2 separate regions of the Sus scrofa genome follow, and region 2 is linked to region 1. The links are chromatin contacts, called in public promoter capture Hi-C maps. All regions are on one chromosome and are shown on one strand. The core of a region is the stretch at or near the end of the contact, and the rest is flanking DNA. Distances in the headings are between cores, read along the strand shown. Region 1 holds the start of AP1M1 (adaptor related protein complex 1 mu 1 subunit). Region 2 holds the start of CYP4F2 (docosahexaenoic acid omega-hydroxylase CYP4F3).

The links. Promoter capture Hi-C pulls out the DNA fragments that hold promoters and counts their contacts.
Region 2: a promoter capture Hi-C map of liver shows a contact between it and region 1, with 7 times the contacts expected there. The contact joins the promoter of CYP4F2 here to the promoter of AP1M1 in region 1.

Annotation. Positions count from the first base shown.
Region 1 is chr2:61,383,597-61,387,374 of Sscrofa11.1, reverse strand. AP1M1 (adaptor related protein complex 1 mu 1 subunit) reads left to right here and starts at 1,269. Exons shown (of 12, transcript NM_001243917.1): 1 at 1,269-1,441. The coding sequence starts at 1,400. It overlaps CIB3 (calcium and integrin-binding family member 3), which reads right to left and starts at 1,186. Exons shown (of 5, transcript XM_021083597.1): 1 at 1,001-1,186. The coding sequence starts at 1,056.
Region 2 is chr2:61,758,142-61,761,676 of Sscrofa11.1, reverse strand. It overlaps CYP4F2 (docosahexaenoic acid omega-hydroxylase CYP4F3), which reads left to right and starts at 1,706. Exons shown (of 13, transcript XM_003123434.4): 1 at 1,706-1,850; 2 at 2,188-2,386. The coding sequence starts at 2,189.

The DNA.
Region 1 (3,778 bases), core at 20-2,519:
CCTTCCCCCCTCTTCCTTTTTTTTCCTTCAGTCTCAGGAGCTAAAATAAAGATGGTCTAGATAAGGTAAGTGCTCCTGAGAGCCATTGTAGAACATTTACATCTCACAGAGAGAAAAAAATAATAAAATGCCCAGAGCAAGTCTGAAAGGAAATCCTCCATAATGAGAGGGGTTACCGCTCCCATGTGGATTTCTTTATACTTTTTGGCATTTCCTGATTTCTTCAGTGCAATGTACAGTTTTGTAATTTAAGAAAAAAAAAGACACTTTTTTCCTAAAAACATAATTTGGGCAGAGTGAGGCTAGGTATAATCAGATTGCTTAAGAGACGGTGTCAAAAAGCTTCTCAGCTGCTTTATGCCCAGGATTCACTGGTAATCTTTAAAGGTTCTAGTTTTCTTCTCTGGATTTTCTTGCACTTACATCTCTACCTTAAGTAGAAGGTATATAACCACAAAGTTGCAAAAACTAACTCTCAAAACCCAAAATGGAGGCAGTAAGGAAGATAAAAGTAAGAGGCAGGCAGCCGGGGTAAATGGTTCTGATAGTGCAGGGCCTGGGGCCCAGGGCATTGTGATGGTTCACTGGGACAGAATGCAGCATTTCTCCAAAGGCCGAGTATTCATAAAAGCAAACAAGGTATAATTCAATTAGATGAATCAGGAGTCACAATTTGCATTACTCACAGTGACCACTACCTACAGAAATAAATCACCTTTTTGCCTAGGTTCAGTGAGGCGTGGTTTTCAGATCATTTCAGGCAATAAACTGCACGCTTGTTTACCAAATGTTAGCACTGACAGGTGACAGGAACTTACTGTTGATGAGGCTCGATTGCCATTCAGAGAGTTTGAGTTCTTTCCAAGTAACCACCACCTTATCCCTCCTTATAAAGTGTATCACAATTGGTGTCTATGTATTTGTTCCCCAGCCTTCCCCACCAAACTATGAGTTCCACATGGCTGGGCCCTCGGTGGGTTCCACCACCAGGATCTCTCACCTAGTTTGGCCCACCAAGTGGGATTTTCCAGCGACATGAGTTTTCCCAGCTGCCATTCGCCGTCCAACCAGGCAGCTAGAGAGTTGCTCTTCCGCCGTCCGCCCGGCTTGGCCCCGCCCCTCCCCGCCCCTCCCCGCCCCTCCCCTAAGAGCTTACTTCCGGGATACTTGAGGGAGGAGCGGAAAATAAGGCCTTATCGGGAATATTGCGCCTGCGCACATGGCGCCTTGCGCCTGCGCTTTGGCAGCGCGTCCACGGCCAGACCTAACGGTCCGCGCGCTACTCCCCGGGCCGGAAGTGGAGAGGAACTGTCTCGGGTGCGCCCGGCCTGGCTCACCGCCTGGCAGTCACCGCTGTCGCCGCCGCCTTCGGCCAGTGCCGAGGGTTTTTGCAGCCGCCATGTCCGCCAGTGCCGTCTACGTGCTGGACCTGAAGGGCAAGGTACTGATGGCTCCCCACCCTCGGTGTTGCCAGGCAACTGGCCGGGGCCTCGCCCCTGGGGACCCACCCTGTTGCTAGGTAGCCGGCCAATGGGAGCCTCCCTGGTCTTTGAAGCTTTGGCCTCACCTGAGGGCTCTACCCTGTTGGTAGGTAACCGAGAAGGTGTCTTCTGTCTGTGAGTCCTGCCTTGTTGCTAGGTAACGCGGTGGGCTGCGGCCGTTGCAAGGTAAACGCGTGCACGACCCCCATCCTCACCTCTGTGGGCAATGAGCTCCGGCCTCCGTGGGGGTCCCGGGGAACCCGAGGCCGCTAGGAGCGCGGGCCGCTGCCGGCATGTAAGCCAGGCCTGACGCCGCGGGGCTGGGCGACCCTTGACCGGAGGTGGTGAGGCGTGGCGGGGACACTGTGCCCTCAGGCCAGTCCCGCTCTCCGAGAGCTCGGAAGCTTCTGTTTATCCAGCGACTTTTCTGTAGCAGTCCTTGTAGGGGTTTCTTAACATTCATTGTAACATTGAGTTATAAGGGTTAGGTGAGGTGGGTGGTGGGAATGCTGTTTTACAGAGGGAGAAACTGAGGCACAGAGAGGAAATGCAACCTGCCTAAGGTCACACTGGTCAGTCACAGAGAAGTGGCAGGTCTGGGAGTGGAACCCAGAATCATTTGTTCATTCAGCTGGTATTTGGGGAATATCTACGAAGTGCTGGGCAGGGTGCTAACCTTTGGGTTGCCTTTGGAGAGCAAAATCAGAGTCTGTCCCTGTCCTTCTGGAGCTCACAATCTGATGGGCGAGAGGGACACTGATCTCAAAAAGCACAAATAAATATAAGTTGTGGAGCAGTGAGGATGTAATAGGAAAGTCCACCTCCGCTGGGGGTCAGGGAGGGCTTCCCAGGGGGAGTGACAAACCCAGCTGAGACATGATGGAGGAATTGGACATAACTAGAACCTCGGTGCTTTTCCCAGGGGTTTCAGGGAAAAGTTCTTAAAGGAGGGATTGCAAAGCTTTCAGAGGAGGCCTACTGTCTTCCCCCCAAGTCCATTCCTTCTAGAAGGCAACTGGCCTCTTTCATTGGGGAATAATAAGAAAAGACAGGACTAACAACATTAAAACAGGCCCCTCATGGATGAGTTAGTGGGTGCCAGGCCTAGGCGGAGGGAACAGGAGTAGCGCAGAAGCAGTAGGGAGTGAAGAGGTAAAGTGACTGTCCCTTGCCACCCCAGTCCCCACCCCCAGCACTTTCCCAGAGCCCCTTGAGTGGGTTGCCTGCCTTGGAGGCCACCCAAAGTCAACAGGCCCTGGGCCAGGCTTCCTTCCCCAGCCTTCTTAGAGGGCACAGGGCACACCAGGGACTGGGAGGGTGCAGTGTTCCCTGTGTCTTGGTAGCACATGTTCTTGTTTCTGCCATGGTCACCGTGTCCGCAGCAGTGCCGCAGACTGCCTGCTCACATCACTTGTTTCTTCAGCAAACATTTCATGAGCACCTCACATGCACCAAGTCCAGGGTTGACCTGAGGAGTTAGGGCTGAGCTCAAAACCTGTCTCTGCTGCTCAGCTACGTGACCTCGGGCAAGTGTGTGAACTCCCTGAGCTCAAGACAAGCTCAGCACCACCCATGGTCCACAGTCCATGTTAGTCCCCATGGACCTCGAGCTCTGGCAGGGGAGGTGCATGAAAGCTGACAGACCCAAACAGAGACATGGATCTAAATAGGCAGATGTACTTAGCAACAAGGGCAAGGACAAAGCCCCAGGTAATGAAGTTGCCCAACCTTAGTTTTGGCTGGCAGCAGAAGTGGTTACGAAAGGCTTCCTGGAGGAAGGAGAGGCCAGAGCTGGGAAGGTGACCAGGTGGTAGTCAGGTGGACAAGGAGGTGTCACAGTGGGCCCAAGGGGTGAGTGGCAGCCTATTGGGCCTGGCAAGCCAGAAGTCCTAGTTGGTGCTGGAGCCTCGGAGATGGCATCAAGAAGGCCATGGGTATTGAGGATGTCCAAACAGGAGGGCAGGACAGAAGGGACTATTTTATCTCAAGAAGGAAAAGCCACCATGAGGAGACCATAGCCTGGGAGAAGCATAATCAGACATGCCTTTCAGGAAGCTCCAGAGGCAGCCTCCTGTCCTGAGTAACCATCATGCTATTTATTATCCTCCGCCCCCCACCCCCTCACCCTGCCCCACGGACCTCATGTTTTGAATGTTGGCCTTCTGCGCAGACTCCATTAAATCAAAAATAAGATAATGGCACATCAATACATTCACAACCACTCGTCTACCTGACAGCCAGAGCCTCTGATCACCAAGGAAACCAGCGTGACCACTTTCAGCAGATAGAAAACCCTC
Region 2 (3,535 bases), core at 457-2,956, 370 kb before region 1:
GCCTCGCTCTGGATGGGAGTGGAAAGGACCCAGGAAAAGGAGCAGGGTGGTAAATGGCTCCTCTCCTTCCAACACTGGCTGGAGACCTCCCATAAGCCAGGCTTGGGTGATTTGGCAGCTGAGATAGTCCTTGTTTGCTGAAAAACCATTGGGGATGCTCCTGAACATCCCCAAAGATGAACAAAAGGTCCCCACCTGAGGCTTCTTGCCTCCAGTGCTGGCTCCCATTCTTTTTCTACCACCTGACCCAGGAATCAGAGGAGCCAGGCCCTTTTAATTGCAGGTCCAGATCCTGCCCTTCTGATTGCAGCAGAGACCTGTGGGGAATTGAGTATTGGTCATGGTTACTGAAAATTCCACATCTGCTTATAGATTCCATATGGGGCCAGAATTTACTGCTCTGGCTGGCCTTCCAAAGGATTAGTTTCATGATCTCACATGCTAGCCAAAGGGTTTTTTTTTTCCCTTTCTTTTTACTGCCATGCTTATGGCATATGGAAGTTCCCAGGTCAGGGTTTGAATCAGATCTTCTGCATGCTTATACCAGCCACACCAATATAAGACCCAAATTGAATCTGCAAACTACAGCACAACTAACAGCAATGCTGGATCCTTAACTCACTAAGAGAGGCCAGGGATCGAACTGGCATCCTCACAGAGACCACCTCAGGAAATCCATATGCTAGTAGAAGAGTTGAAGAAAAAAACACACTTGCCTTTTTGTGCAGCTTGTGTTCCACTCAGTTCCTGCTCTTGGCAAGTGTCTTCCTCCCATTCCACCACAACAGGAACTCCTAGATGCACTTTATGTAGCACACCTGGAGCATAGTAGGTACATTTCTGTATAGCAGCATAGTACGGTTGCTTTTGAGATACCCAGCACACACTAGACACTAATTACTCATGGTTTTCTGCACAGCGTAGGTTTACTTTGTTCAGTGTACTGGCACACAGTAGCACACATATTTTTGCCAGCCCCTTTCTTTCACTCTCTTGATGTGCCCCATCTTCCTGTGGAATCCTCCTCTGTCCCTGTGTCAGGGTCTCATCCAAGATCCCATTTCCCAGATGGGAAGGCTGATCCCAGAGAGGGTCAGCACAGCCCATAGTCATAGGGAAGATGGGGCAGTACTCCACTCAGGATCTCCCAGCTCTGCCCTCCCCTGTTGGAGCCTGTGCTCTCTTGGCCTCTCCCAACCTTACCACTCATGGCTTCAGGTGCCCTCTTCTGACTGCGCCCTTAACCCCTGAATCTGCTGTGGTAATCCCCAGCCAAGCTGGTTTCTCTGTTCCTGCTCCCAGCAGTCTTATCTCAACCCAAGGTCTGGGTTGCTTGGAGGCAGGACTTGAACTCCTGCCAGGGTGTGTGCCCTGGAGGCCAGAGGTTGCTTGCTTCTGGGCTTCCTGATTCTGTGCCAAGAAATGGTGCATGCTGCCCTTCTGGCCCACACATGGAGAGAGGCATGGAGATGTTTTGGGACACAGTTGGCACCTGAACATTCATATTTTACCTGCTGCATCCTGGCCTTGGAAGGGCAGGGGTGGCTATAAACTTTGGGTTCCAGAGTCACCTTTGCCTTCAGCCCAAAAAGCTTCTCACTGCTCACGGGAGGTGCTAAATCTGAGGAGCCAGCACCTGTACCATGTGACTCAGCTGTTTCATCTCTGGAGCTAGGGGCCTCGGTTTCTAAGTCTTGGGCAGATGCCAGTTGGGGAGGAGGTAGCTAGGTGTGCAGGGATTGGCTGAGCCACTCAAGCCCCACCTCTGCCAGTTCAGAGATAAGGACAGGAAAGAAGACTCCCTAGGAAGAGGACAGAAGTTTCGGGGGATTAAGTGCTCCAGACAGAAGGTGCAGTACTGGTGTCGGCAGGGCTGAGGGTTCTGCTCCAAGGTTGAGAGGGGCCCACGGCAAATGTCCACTGATTCTGTGCTGGCATTTCTTCATTCTCTTCTCTCTTGCCCTCTCCCTAACTCTCTCTCTTCTTCTACCTCTGGGTATTCTTGGGTCTCTCTCCTCTCTGAGCCCCTGTCTGCCTATCTCTGAGCCCTTTCTTCCTTAGCACTCACCATTCCCTCCCCCTCTTCTTCTTGTTCCTCTCCCTCTACTTATTTCTGCCTCAGAGCTCACCATCACTGTCCCTTTGCTCAGTATCAGGGGCTAACTTTCCACCCTGTCTGCCCTGTAGGATGCTGCAGCTGAGCCTATCCTGGCTGGGACTGGGGCCAGTGGAAGCCTCACCATGGCTACTCCTGCTCCTGGTTGGGGCTTCCTGGCTCCTGGCCCGAGTCCTGGTCTGGACCTGCACCTCCCTTGACAATGTTCGCCGCCTCCGAGGTTTCCCGCAGCCTCCAAAACCGAACTGGCTCTTGGGTCACATGGGCCAGGTGAGTGTGGGGAGCAGGTGGGTCTGTGGAATCAGGGTGACTGGACTTCAGGAGTGGAGCTCAGGGGGTGGGCTGGAGTCTGGAACAGCAGAGAATGAGGGAGGCCAAGGAGCCTCCTCTTTCCTCATTCATTCCTCTGATCTGCCATCCCAGGCCTTTCTCATATCCTTTCCTTTCACCCCTAGACTGCTTTGTGGTCCATTTCCTGCTTATTCCACACATTAGCACATATCTGAGGCCAGGCTGCACAGAGTTTGGTCCCCTGGTGTCTATGATGGCCTTGAGTTCTCCTCATGGGGGTGCTGTCCAGGATCTGCCCTGAAAATGCCCATTTCCTTGTGTCACCTCATTCTGTGTTACAGCTTCTCCACAGGATTTAGCTACCTGTCTACAGGTACAGCTACCAACCTCCTCCCTTCCTGAGACCTCTTGCTCTTCTCTTACTCCCCTCCCTCCCCACCCCAAGATGTCCGATGGGCCCATTCCTTAATCTGGATAAAGCTGGCCACTCACTTCCCCTTTCAGAAGCCTTCTTAGACCTCCCACCCCCCCCCCACCGGCTTGACATTTTACTTGGCCCTGCTCATGATTAATTAAACAGTAATTATCCAGAGGCTTATTAACCATCTCTCCCATTCTGGGGAGCAGATAGTACAGTGCCCAGTCCAGGGCTGGCATACATTAAGCACGCAAAATACATATTTCATGACCCGTGATTAACTTGCCATCACCTCCCTCAGGCAAGGTCAAAGGGATGGGTATCCAGCTCCTCCCATCTCCAAGCACTTCTGAGAGAGGAGCATAGCTTTCCTTTCCTGTCTGGGAGGGGAACAACAACTTGGGGGAGGGTTTACTATTTATTATGGAAAAGTTCAGAACAGGGGCATTCTGAAGCTCACTATGAAGATTTCCTGAGATTCTGGGTCTTGAAATGGCCCCAGTGAGTCTTGTAGGTAGCAGGAAAAGATGGAGGTCATGGGTCATGGGTGTGAGGGCTGGTTTCATCACTTTTCCTTCCTCCAGCCCCTCATGCTGTGTGACCTTGACTGACCCACTTTCCTTCTCTGGACCATTCTCAACTGCTTTGAATCCACACTTCAGGGTCCTTGGGGAGATGAGAGCAAGTCATAAAGGTGAATTTGACTTATG